Linked DNA regions of Sus scrofa: all the other regions are linked to region 2. Evidence: chromatin contacts called from public Hi-C data. All regions are on one chromosome and are shown on one strand. Each heading gives the region's core, a stretch centred on a gene start, on an enhancer-like site or on the middle of the called end of the contact. The rest is flanking DNA. Distances are from core to core; before and after follow the strand shown.

The links. A called contact is a pair of places that touch in the nucleus more often than the background predicts.
Region 1: a contact with region 2 is called in a Hi-C map of epiblast stem cells, with 2.2 times the contacts expected there. The contact joins the enhancer-like site here to the promoter of ZMYM3 in region 2. A contact is called at or near these places in 3 of 47 Hi-C or Micro-C datasets (brain, epiblast stem cells and heart right ventricle) and 1 of 2 datasets of contacts at active chromatin or transcription factors (alveolar macrophages).
Region 3: a Hi-C map of liver shows a contact between it and region 2, with 4 times the contacts expected there. The contact joins the promoter of TAF1 here to the promoter of ZMYM3 in region 2. A contact is called at or near these places in 2 of 5 promoter capture datasets (fetal liver and liver), 6 of 47 Hi-C or Micro-C datasets (heart right ventricle, liver, retroperitoneal adipose tissue and 2 more) and 2 of 2 datasets of contacts at active chromatin or transcription factors (alveolar macrophages and skeletal muscle).

What each region holds. Positions count from the first base shown.
Region 1 is chrX:57,210,505-57,214,212 of Sscrofa11.1, reverse strand. No RefSeq gene overlaps it. Among named protein-coding and RNA genes, the nearest start is that of GJB1, 30 kb to the left of the region's middle. Within about 2 kb of position 1,817, at least 36 of the 83 cell types and tissues checked have an H3K27ac peak or open chromatin away from gene starts, as enhancers often do. A contact at or near this core is called in epiblast stem cells, where this site is marked.
Region 2 is chrX:57,276,614-57,280,743 of Sscrofa11.1, reverse strand. ZMYM3 (zinc finger MYM-type protein 3) reads left to right here and starts at 1,317. Exons shown (of 25, transcript XM_021080504.1): 1 at 1,317-1,345; 2 at 3,168-3,853. The coding sequence starts at 3,187.
Region 3 is chrX:57,380,241-57,384,470 of Sscrofa11.1, reverse strand. TAF1 (transcription initiation factor TFIID subunit 1) reads right to left here and starts at 2,260. Exons shown (of 38, transcript XM_021079953.1): 1 at 1,713-2,260; 2 at 305-419; 3 at 50-166. The coding sequence starts at 2,117. LOC110257711 (a long non-coding RNA gene) reads left to right here and starts at 2,237. Exons shown (of 2, transcript XR_002340621.1): 1 at 2,237-2,324; 2 at 3,875-4,230.

The DNA.
Region 1 (3,708 bases), core at 568-3,067, 67 kb after region 2:
CAGCCCCATAGCATATGGAGTTCCCAGGCCAGGAATCAGAAGAGCCACAGGTGTGACCCATGCCACGGTGGTGGCAGCACTGGATCCCTAACCCACTGTGCAGGGCTAGGGATTGAACTTCATCCCAGCACTCCAGAGATGCCAATGATCCCTTTGCGCCACAATGGGAACTCCTATTTTTATTATTTTTTCAGCTCCAGTGTGCAGCAGCTTGATGTGGGATCTCAGTTCCCAGACAAGGGATTGAACCCAGGTCGCAGTGGTGAAAGCACCAAGTCCTAACCACTAGACCACCAGGGAACTCCTATCCATTTTATAGGTCTGGCTCCTCCACTAGACTGTCTTACCGCAGAGCTTAGCATAGCACTTACAACATAGTGAGAGCTCAAAATATGTTGTTGGAAGAATAGATGACAGGATGAATGAATGGAGTTGATTCCCAGCTCTAATAACTGCTGTTTCCTGGTTTGCTGTATAAAAGCCCCTAGTTTAAGCCCTATTCAGGTGCTCCGGCTCCTTACTCCTACCTTGGTGCATTATCTGGCACCTTAGTCTTTACTAGAATAATGCTTCATCTAGCTCTTGCCAGACTTTTTGACATCTGGCATCCTGCTCTGGAAAGCCTAGGCCCCATGGCAGAGCCTCTGTCACTGGTTGCCAGATACTCCTGCTGCCAACCACCTCCTAGTGTCTGCTGCATCCTGGTTACCCAGATGCTTGCTCTACCCACCTGCTAAATAGCTGGCTGCTGCTACTGCTTCTGGGATCTTCTGCTTTACCTGGTCTGCTTTCAAAGTCCTGGCCCTCCCTGTTCTAGCCTCCCTGCCACCAAAGGAGTTCCATTTCTATCAGTGTAGAGCACACTGACCAAAGTCATGGGCTCCAGACTCGAACTGCCTAGATTCACATCTCACCTCTTTCACTTACAGCCAGCTGTGTGATCTTGGGGCAAGACACTTCATCTTTTTGAACCACAGTTGGCTCATCTGCAACATGGGCATAATAATGATACCTACATCATAAGGCCAATGTGAGATGTAAATTAGATAATGTGTTTAACACAGGACCTGGCACACAGTACGTATTCAATAAGTACTTGTTCTTATTCTTATTTTTATGTTCCCAGTATCTAGGACAGAGTTGGAACTCTACAAATGTGTGTGGAGATGGGAGGAGGAGAAGAAATAACAATCAGTGGTTATTCAAGCTTTCTTGATCAAAGTCTACTCCATCTGCTAATTCCTCTCCCACCTCAGGATGTGAATGCATTATGGCCATTTGGTTCTGTCACTCAGCTATTTCTGAAATCCCACCTCCTCTAGGAATCCTTTACAGTTGAAAGCCAATAGCTGCACTTGTCCCAATCTACCTAGATCTAAAACTCTTACAACTGCCCACCCCCCACTTTTCATGGCAATTACATGCATTTATCTTGATTCTTTAGCCCTGAGCCGCACTGATGCCCAGATGTGTCACTGGTGTGAACTTCTCTGGACTACACATTTCACCACATTAGCCTCCTTCTTCCCTCCCCGGCCCCCCTCCTGTGTAAGTGCTTTCTGTATTTTCAGTGTCACTCAGCCCTTGTTGCCTCTGACTGTCAGGGCAAGGGCTGTGTGTAAATGAATGAGGACAAACTGAACTTTGGACAGAGAAATGCTTCTGAAGTGTTTTGTGATGAAGATGAAGGAAAGGAGGTGGAAGCAGAAGCTGGGGAGGGGATAAGATAGGATCTGCGTCTCCCCTTACTCTTCACCCCAGCAGGGGCAGAAAGCATGCCGCCTCTTTCCTGTTCATTGGCTACATTCCTCTCAGAGGCCAGAGGGGCAAGCCTGGACAATGCAAATGAGCTGTGGATGGGACTTAGCCAAGGGGCCTTCAAAGGGAGAGCAGCTGCGGCGAGGAGGGAACAGAAAAGGAATGTGCCTACGTATTTCTCAGCACCTTCTTTTCCCCGAGCAACAAACTACTCTCTTCTCCCAGAGGCGCAATACCAAAGTGCCTAAGTTCCCTCTGAAGAAATGCCTTAGTCTGTGAGCCCTTTGCAGGCTGGGTGGTCCCTGAGTCTCTGGCCTCTGGTGTGATACTCAGACTTTCTTGTGCACCCACTATGCACAGAGCCCTACACAGGCAGTGTTAGACCTAGGTGGACTGAAGCTTTCAATCACAGGCTCTCGACAGAGCCAAGTGGTGATGGCTGTGTGAGCATGAAAGAGCAACTGAACCTGTAAGTGCCCAAAGGGGACAAATTTAGCCAGTTTCTTGCCAACTTCCTACTATAGATCTTTCACTGGCTTCACCTGACCTATTCAGAAAAGCATGGTTCCTTGCCCAGGTGAAAATCCATTCATTCACCTATTTAAATGGACTGGTCCGGGACAGCTTCTTTTTTAAAATTTTTTATTTATTTTTAGGGCCGAATGTGTAGCATATGGAAGTTCCCATAGGGATCGAATTGGAGCTAAAGCTGCCAGCCTATGCCACAGCCACAGCCACGCCAGATCCGAGCTTCATCTGCAACCTACACCACAGCTAGAGGCAATGCCAGGTTGTAAACCCGCTGAATGAGGCCAGGGATCGAACCCACATTCTCATGAGTATTAGGTTTGTAACCCCCTGAGCCACAACGGGAACTCCCAGGACACCTTCTAATTTCAGTCCCAGCCCCCTACTTGTTTTGCTCCCCACCCCATCCCCACTTTCCTCTCCACACCGTTCGTTAATGACTCAAGGTCTGTTTCCCCTTTAGGGCTGCAGTCTCCAGAAGCTGTCCTATATGCCTAACGCAGATGCCCAAGAGACCCACAGAAATGTCTGAAAACTTGCAACCCTAATCGTGCTTCCCCTGACTCCTCCTGCTGCGAGGCCAGAGGTTGGATTGGAGCTGCTTGACCTTTGCTAAGAACTCGGAGCTGCCTGGGGTTTGGAATTGAACTGGAAACAGAGGCAGAAGCCACCCCAGCATGAGAAAAGGAAAGCTCAAAGAACTGTGACGGGTTAAGCTGCTTTTAAGGAAATGAACCTTCACTTTCCTGCCCGGAAATTGTGTTTTTTGCTTCTATATGTTTCAAGTACACTGTAAAAATTACACCCGATAGGATTCACACAAGGGTGGGGGAAAACTACGAGTTGAAAGAGAAAGGACGGGCGGGGCAGGTATAAGGAAGGAGAGCGAGCGAAGAATTTGAGGGATGAGTCATCAAAAAGAAGCTGGGAAAGAGAGCGGAACTAGTAAGCAGAGCTCGGAAAGAGACGAGCATTCATTAGACACAAACCGTGTCAATCACATCTGCTCCACAAATGACCTGAGAGCCTCCCAGGCCTCTCAGACCGGAAAAAGGGTCTCAGTGGGCGGTCTCAAGGCTTTGAAATCGGAAAAGACAACGCGAGCAGCCGTCAGAGGAGTCTGATGCAGCGCCGTCAGGCTTCTTGGAAAGATGGCGTTTCCCATCAAGGTCACATGGCCGCTTTAGGGGTCTAAACGAAATACTGGTGAGAGTTATAGGAACAGCCGCCAAAGGATTCAGATTTTTCAGAAGCAGTCTCAAATCCAAAAAAATTTTTTTCCAATTAGACTTATGAGCACACATATTTATCAGAACATAGGTCCTAAAAGACATAAAAACAGTAATGTGAAAGGGTGGGGTTTCACTGGGGCTCTGCTCTCTCCAGGAGCAGGAAAGAGTGGGGATGTTTTTTTAGGACCTA
Region 2 (4,130 bases), core at 68-2,567:
ATTCAAAGCTCATAGTTTAGGGAAGAGTTCACTTTTGGTATCCTACATTCTATGAGTTCTGACAAATGTATCATAACATGTGTTCATTACTATAGTATCATACAGAATAGTTTCACTGCCCAGAAATTCCTCTGCTCTGCCTCATTAGCTTTTTAAAAAATATTGTTGTTAATGACTACATCCACTGTATGAATATAACCAAAATTGATTTGCCCAACCTCCTACCGTACATTTAGATTGTTTTCTTATCTCTGTTTTAAAGATGAGAAAAATAAGACCTAGTGACTTGACAAGTGATGTATCCAAAATCAAATGGCTAAAAAGCAGGCAGAGTGGAGATTAGAATCCTGGTCTCCAGAGCTCACACACATTGCCTCTGAATACACACCATCAATGCCCCCTTTAGACTGTCTCCCCTCAACTTGAAACCAGGCATTCTCCACCACCAGAGAAGCCAGAGATCCAAGCATGTGTTGAGAAGGGCAGGCAATACAAAAGAACGAGGCGGCCCAACTGTGATGCAACAAAGTGAAAATCCAAAAGGAGGTAAAAGGACACAGAAATAACCAGAAGGTGGGAGATGGGTACACAGAATACTGGTTAAGGTAAAGAAAAGGCTGGGCTTGGAAAACCTGAATGGGAAAACTCTTGCTTTTATCTCTGTATATGGGAGAGAGCAAAGATAACCTCAAGGCCATGGGGGGAACAGGAAGGATAAGGTTTCTGGGAAAGTGAATGAGACAAGGGAGGATAAAACTCCCAAGGACTATAAGGCTAGGAAAGGCTTAGTATGGGAAAGAAGAAAGGCCCAGAGCAAGAGGCACGCCAGAGCAAGCACTGGACAACAAACCTACGTGTATTTCTAAAAATGTGGCGGGACTCTTGTCCAGCCTGAGCCTCTTCTAGTATCTCAGACACCAAATACTCTTCAGCCCTTAAGGGTCAGAGGGGGAAAGTGGAGAGGGGGGATTGGAAAGTGCCCTAACTCTGATGGGGACTGAGAAAGGATCCTGGCACACATTTTTTAAAGCCAGTAGGCCTAATACTAATGCCCCCTCCCCCTACCCCACTTCTCCAGCCTCAACCCCAGCCACACCCACACGCTAAGGACCATCCAGGAGGGGGAGTGTGTGTGTGCGCGCGCGCGTGCGTGCTCGTGCATAAGAGAGCCAGAGAGACAGAGACGAGACAAAAAGAGACCGGGAGAGAGAGAGAGCGCGCCAGAGAAGGAGGCGGGGAGAGGGAGAGAGGGACAAGGACAGAAAAAGAGGGAGGGAGGGAAGGAGAGACAGAGAGAGACAGACAGACAAGAGATAGAAAGGAGGAAGGAGGACTGTCGGCCTTGGTGAGGAAAACTACAGAAGAGATAACGCAGGGGGCTCCTGCGGGAAGACTCAGGGAGAAGATCCCAGAACTTACCCTAAGACCGTGGAAGGAGTAGGGGAGTGTCTTTGCAGGACCTGGTTTTGGGGTCATCAGGCAGTAACGGTTACTGCATAGGCGTTGTCACTGAGCCAGAGCCATTTAACCCGCCCTGGGTAGCTGGAGACCAGGCTTAAGACACCCCACAACTATGAGTCTCAGAATGGTTAGGGGGGCCCGAGGCTGCAGACAAGGGGAGGAGGGGCACGTGAGGGCTGGGTCCTTTGCCTCCCCCCACCCTCCGCTGTCACTCATTACCCCAGCAGTCGCCCAGGGGGCGGGCCCCGGAGAGGTGGGGTTGGGGGGAGGGTAATCTTGGCAGGCGCCTGCTGCATGGCGTAGGTAGGGACTGTTGAGGGGGGCGGACGCCGGGGGGTTGAACACGAGTGGGAAGCGGAGAGAGACACGGGTAGGGGGAGGGGACCGGGAACCATTTGAATGAGAGGAGGGGATCACGGGTAGAGTGGGCTCCAGGAGATAGGGCGGGCACGGGTGTGACGGGGGGCCAGACTCTTGAGCCAGGTAAGGGAAGCAGGTGCGTAGATCTGTTTTTTGTGGGTTATTGTACTCGGCCCTTTGGTGTAAAGGGGGTGCCGCCTTTCCCGGGGGGCGGGCTTCTGAGCTCCAGAGGCTAGCTTTTCCTTCTCAACTAACGGGGCCCCGGGCGGGGGCTCAAGCTCCATCTCCAGTGCCTACGTTCCACTCCGCAATTTCCAGGCGTCCACTGGGCTGGGAGTCTCGCGCCGGGGGCCGGCGCTGTCTCGCGAGCCCCCTCCACGAGCCAGCCAATGGGGTTGGTTGCTGGCGCCGCCCGCCCGCCTGGTGCAGAGCGCTGGGCGCTGTGAGCGGCGCTGCCATTTAAAGGGGCCGCGACCCCTGTCCCGGCTGCTAGGGAGGGAGGTGGAGAAGGAGCGCGGGGCCGTCGCTGTCTGCAGTTCTAGGCTTGTAGCGGTTACACTAACCCTGCCGCAGGTAGGGGTCGGGCCTGATCAAGCCGAACCGAACCTGCAGGCGGGAACTCGCAGTAGCCGGGAGGGGGGGGGGTCCAAGGAGAGATCGTAGCTCCAAAATGTCTTCCTGTAAATGCCTGAGGTGGGGGGTGGGCAACAGGAGGAGGACTGGGAGAGCTCTAGGAAAAGGGGACGGGGCTGAGAAAGTGGGCGACCCTGAAAGGTAACTGGGGGGAGGGGTTAGGAAGGGCAGTTTGTGGGGGCGAGGGAAGGGCTGAGAGGACCATGCAACGCGGGGAGGTGGGGGTGGGGCCAGACAGGGTGGGTAAAGACTGGGGAGCTGGGGGGCTCTAGGAGAGAGGGGAGGGGATAGAAACTGAAATCGCGGGGGCGGGAAAGGCTCCCGGTGGCAACGGCCCTAGGAGACTCTAAGGGGGCGTTCAGCCCGAGTTGGGCGGGGGGAGTGAAAGGTGAAGGGGGAGGGGATCAGGGAGTTGCAGTGGGGTGGCGGGGGTACGCGGCGAGTGGAACGACAGCCTGCCCGGCGAGTGTGGGCACTGGGCCAGGGCGGGGAACGCCTCTCCCCACAGGGGGCGCTGTATTTGGGAGGGGGGGAGTGGTCATTTGGACTAAAGCCTTTGGAAAGGTTTGTCGGTTGTGTTGGGGGCGATTCAGGAGAAATCCAAGTGGATAATGGGGTGTGTCCCAGAGCCTGTATTAGAAGGAATTCTGGCGAAGACCACCTCTTCTGCCCCCTCTTCTACCCCTACCCCCTCTTCTACCCCTAATCTGCAGCCCATATCCAGTCATCCTCATGGACCCCAGTGATTTCCCCAGTCCGTTTGACCCGTTGACCCTGCCAGAGAAGCCCCTGGCTGGAGACCTTCCAGTAGACATGGAATTTGGAGAGGATCTACTGGAATCCCAGACTGCCCCAACTCGAGGATGGGCGCCCCCTGGCCCTTCTCCATCCTCAGGAGCCCTGGACCTGCTTGATACCCCTGCTGGCCTGGAAAAAGACCCTGGAGTCCTGGATGGAGCCACTGAGCTGCTGGGGCTGGGGGGGCTGCTCTATAAAGCTCCCTCCCCCCCAGAGGTGGACCATGGTCCGGAGGGGACCCTTGCATGGGATGCAGGAGATCAGACCCTAGAGCCTGGACCAGGGGGCCAGACCCCTGAGGTGGTGCCACCTAACCCAGGGGCTGGGGCAAACCCCTCTTCACCTGAGGGGCTACTAGAACCTTTGGCTCCAGATTCTCCAATAACCCTGCAGTCCCCACATATTGAAGAGGAGGAGACCACCTCCATAGCTACTGGGAGAAGGGGCTCCCCTGAGCAGGAGGAGGAGCTTCCTCAAGGGCAGCCACAGAGCCCAAATGGCCCCCCCAGCCCTTCAGTGGGAGAGACTCTGGGGGATGGAATCAACAGTGCTCAGACCAAACCTGGGGGCCCTAGCCCCCCTGCACACCCTTCCTTGCCAGGTAGGTTGCCTGATCAGCTGGAAAATCAAGGTGAAGAGAGAGGGTCGGGGGGATAAGGAGGGTGGCTGTGTGTTTGGGGAGGAAGTGGGGTGGGGGGAGGGTGGAGAGATAAGGTTAGGAAGGAATGGAGGAGTTGGGGGTTTGGAAGGGAGGAGTGGGGTGTAGTGAAGGAGATTAAAGGGAGTAGGAGTGAGGGAAGCTCAGTGACTGTGGAGGAGGAATAGGGATGAGGTCTCAAGGAGTGGGTTGAGAAGAGTGGATTTGGTGGAAGAGGTTC
Region 3 (4,230 bases), core at 1,011-3,510, 100 kb before region 2:
AGCAAGAAAATGTACTGTAACATTCTTACTGATGACATCAAAGAATCACCTGAGTGGCACAGGGGCTGCAAGCTCCCCATTGTCTGTTGATATCTTCGGCTTTCATCTTCTGCTACCTCATTGATGTCTGAATAGTCCACAGCATCTTCTGTACTCCTGATCCATCCTATAAAGTAAGGAGGAGGAAGATCTAAACAAAAAGCAAATAACTCTCACTCACTTAGATAATTCCCGCTGAAAAGTACACGTAACAGTAAGTGGCTAGCCTCCTCCCCCATCTTACTCCACACAACCCAGACTTCACCTTCATCATTTACCAGGGCACCATCAGTCCCAGTCAATTCTTCATTTGCTGTGAGTTCAGTGATCAGGCTGCCCAGACCCAAAGCCCCCAAGCCTGCCAAGTGCTTCTTACACTCCTGAAAAAGGGACAGCGCTAGAATCAAAGACAATTAACTAAATGTTTCCCACACCATAAGGCTTATTTCTCAGCTCCACAAGTGATAAATCCATATATAAAATGACTCAGTGATGTGCTAAGGGAGCACCACATTTGAGAACTGTAAAGTACATCTTCCACTGAACTCAACATTGATCAGATCTTTATTATCATGTCCAATTTCACCACCATTTAAAGTAATGTAAGAAAAAGATTATTCGGAGTTCCCGTCGTGGCGCAGTGGTTAACGAATCCGACTAGGAACCATGAGGTCGCGGGTTCGGTCCCTGCCCTTGCTCAGTGGGTTAAAGATCCGGCGTTGCTGTGAGTTGTGGTGTAGGTCGCAGACGCGGCTCGGATCCCGCGTTGCTGTGGCTCTGGTGTAGGCCGGTGGCTACAGCTCCGATTCAACCCCTAGCCTGGGAACCTCCATATGCCGCGGAAGCGGCCCAAGAGATAGCAACAACAACAACAACAAAACAACAACAACAAAAGACAAAAAAAGAAAAAAGAAAAGAAAAAGATTATTCAAGGAACCACTACCAAGACTGAATGAATGTAACAGCAGTTCTCTGAATAAAGGCTAAGGAAACTGAGGTCATTTCGAAGAGAAAGCAAAGGCAGGAACTTTATTGCTATCTTTTATTTGTATTGCAGGGAAGGAGGAATATTGTTGGTCAATATTTTCTCCTTGAAATAATGAACTTAAATGAGTACAGGTGAGTGTCCGCTGGCCACAGGAAACTACTTCAGGACCCTCAACGAACAGTGGGAAAACCATGTAAGAAGTGCCCTGGAACCAGAAGGGGTCTGCCCTGGATGGTTAAGAACTGGGGCCTGAACCACATGATTTGTTGCAGATCAGTCCTCTTGCTCTAGAGCCACGTCTAGTCAGTGAGGTCACAAAGGCAGACAGTTTCAAGAAATAGCCAAGGCTCTTACGGCAATGGTTTGAAAGCAATCACTAGGTTAAGCTGCTATTTTTCCTATTCCCTGGTCAAGAAGAATTAGCTTGGAAGTCACCCATATCAGCGTCGCTGACGTACCAGGTCTTGCCTATCGTTCTCCTCTCTGGCCCCAACCCTCGTCCAGAACCGAGCCCCCTAGTTCTGGGTTACAACACAACCCACTAGCAGCGCAGCCGCTTCTCTGGTTTTCTCGCACGTTGAGCGCGCCCTCTAGTCTCCTGTCCTAAGCACCCTCAACTCCCCTCACTTCACGTATTCCCTAGCCGATCCACCCTCCAGCCCTATTCCCTCTCCCACCCCCTCACATCGTCCAACACGCTTTCCCCCTCCAGCTGCCCGGCTCCATTGATGTTGCCGAAAAGGAAACCGGTTAAAGAAAATGGGCCGCCTCCAGCGGAATCTTCATCGCTGTCTGTGTCCGACATGATGGCGGCGTCGGTGCCGGCAGCTGCTACAGGCAACGGCAAATCGCAGCTTCGTCCCATAGACCGGAAATAAAAATGAGTCGCCCAGAAGTGACTCGCAGAGTTCCTACACCTTACCAGCCCCCACCGGAAGCGGCATAAAGGAAAAAAAGAACCGGAAAGACCGCCCGTCCTACGAGAAAGGAGAATTGGTGTCACTACTTTACTAGCGGCTTTGGATTGGACTATCCGCGCTGGATTCGTGGAAAGCGGTTGGTCAAAGAAAATACTTGGTCCCGCCCCCATCCACTTTTCTGCGTAGGCTCCGTGTCTGCGCACTGAGGGAGCGACGGCTATTTCTCCAATCAGAAGGAGTCACCTGGGTCACATGGTCTGCGTCCCGGTAACTACACGTCACTACGGCACAGGAAATGGAAGTAAGGGTTGGGTCCTTTTCATCTCTGCTATCAGTTGCTTTACCGCTTCGTCACTGTGCCAAAGGTACCTTTGCAGGTTGGTTGTTTTGAATTGACACACACCCCCTTTTTTTCGGGGTGTTAAAGTAAAAGGTGAATAAAATAGCCGACCCTTCACCTAGATTCAGTTTAAACACTGCCAGTTTTTGTTTCCCCGAACCTTTTGAAAGTCTTCACCCCAAAAATACTTTTTTCTACATAGCCACAATACTATTAGCACATCTTAAGAACTTAACATTAATTCAATATCGTTTAACATACAGTCCATGTTTAAATTTATTCAGTTGTCTTAATTGGAGCATTTTACATTTCAGTCCGGGATCCATTCAGGGTTCAGCCTCTTTCTCTGTGTTGCATGATACTACTACATTTTGGGAAGAATTCATCTAATTTTTTCTTTAAAGCGATTCAAGTTAAATATCTTACCGGCAGCCATCAGAAAGCACAATGTCAGGTTGTCCCAATGTTGCTGATGCTGAATTTGATCACTTCAAAAAAGGGTGTCCACCAGATTTCTCTGTCGCAATAGCACATTTTTCCTCTTATAATTAGTACATAATCTAGGGGGTGATACTTTGAAATCGTGTATATATTCTATTCCCCATCGCCCTTACACCTAAAGGTTTTAGCATCTGTTGGTGATCCTTGCCTGAATCAGTTATTGGAAGAGTGCAAAAGGGTGATTTTGCTAATTATTAATTCCTTCTACATTTATTAACTGGACTTAGTAAAGGAGAACTTTCCCTTTTCTTACCTCTTTTCTTGCATTTTTATTTTAATGTGTTACAGTCTAGCACCATTATTATCTTTGATGCTCTGACTGTCCACTGGGAACCACTTCACTCTGGCTCCTGTGTCCTTTTGATATGAGCACGTCCTTGCTTTTTGGCACAAGGTGTTCAAGACTTACTCTTATTATTATTGAGCACGTCCTTGCTTTTTGGCACAAGGTGTTCAAGACTTACTCTGTGCATTCCCTGTCGCAGACCTGATATAAGCCATTTCTCCAAGTGGCCCTGGTTCTTTTTAGTGGGGAATAGTGCTTAGAAACTGGGGCATCGTTGCTTGTAGGCCCTTTCATTGGAGAGAACTAAAAAAAAAATAAAATAAAAGAATGAGTTTATACTAACACCTTCAATTCAAAGCTAACACCACCTAGAGTTCCCCATTGTGGCTCAGCAGGTTATGAACCCTACTAGTATCCATGAGGATGCAAGTTCGACCCCTGGCCTCGCTCAGTGGGTTAAGGACCCAGTGTTGCCATGAGCTTTGGCATAGGTCACTGACTTGGCTTGAATCCTGCATGGCTGTGGCTGTGGTGTAGGCTGGCAGCTACAACTCCAGTTGGACCCCTAGCCTGGGGATTTCCATGTGCCACAGGTGTGGCCCTAAAAAGAAAAAAAAAAGTTAGAATACTATTTATACATTCTTTTTGTTTTGTTTTGTTTTTTTCCACTTAATAATATAGCCTGGAAATCACACTGTACCACTTCATAGGGTTCTTCCTCATTCTTTTTTTTAATGTCTGCTTAGTACTTCACTGCATGGATGTCCTGTGGAATATTCTAACAGTAGTTATATTTCTAGGCCAGATAACAAAGCTCTACAAAAACCTGCATGTAGGGCGTGGCCCTCAAAAAGACAAAAAAGCAAAATGGAAGAGTTCTCTTGTGGCAGTCCCTGGCCTGGGAACTTCTATGTACCGTGAGTATGGCCAAAAAATAGAATACGTTTTTTAATGTATCTCATATTGTCTCTTGGACACTTGTGCTTGAGGAAAAGCAGAGATACAGATGTTCAATTAGATGTACCTAGATGCTTGTGAAATGTGGAAGGGGACTTCAGATACTATAAAGATGCCATTCTTGACTCAAAATGTGGTTTTGCATTACTTTACTATGTAACCCAACAATTCCACTTAACAGGTATATACCCAAGAGAAT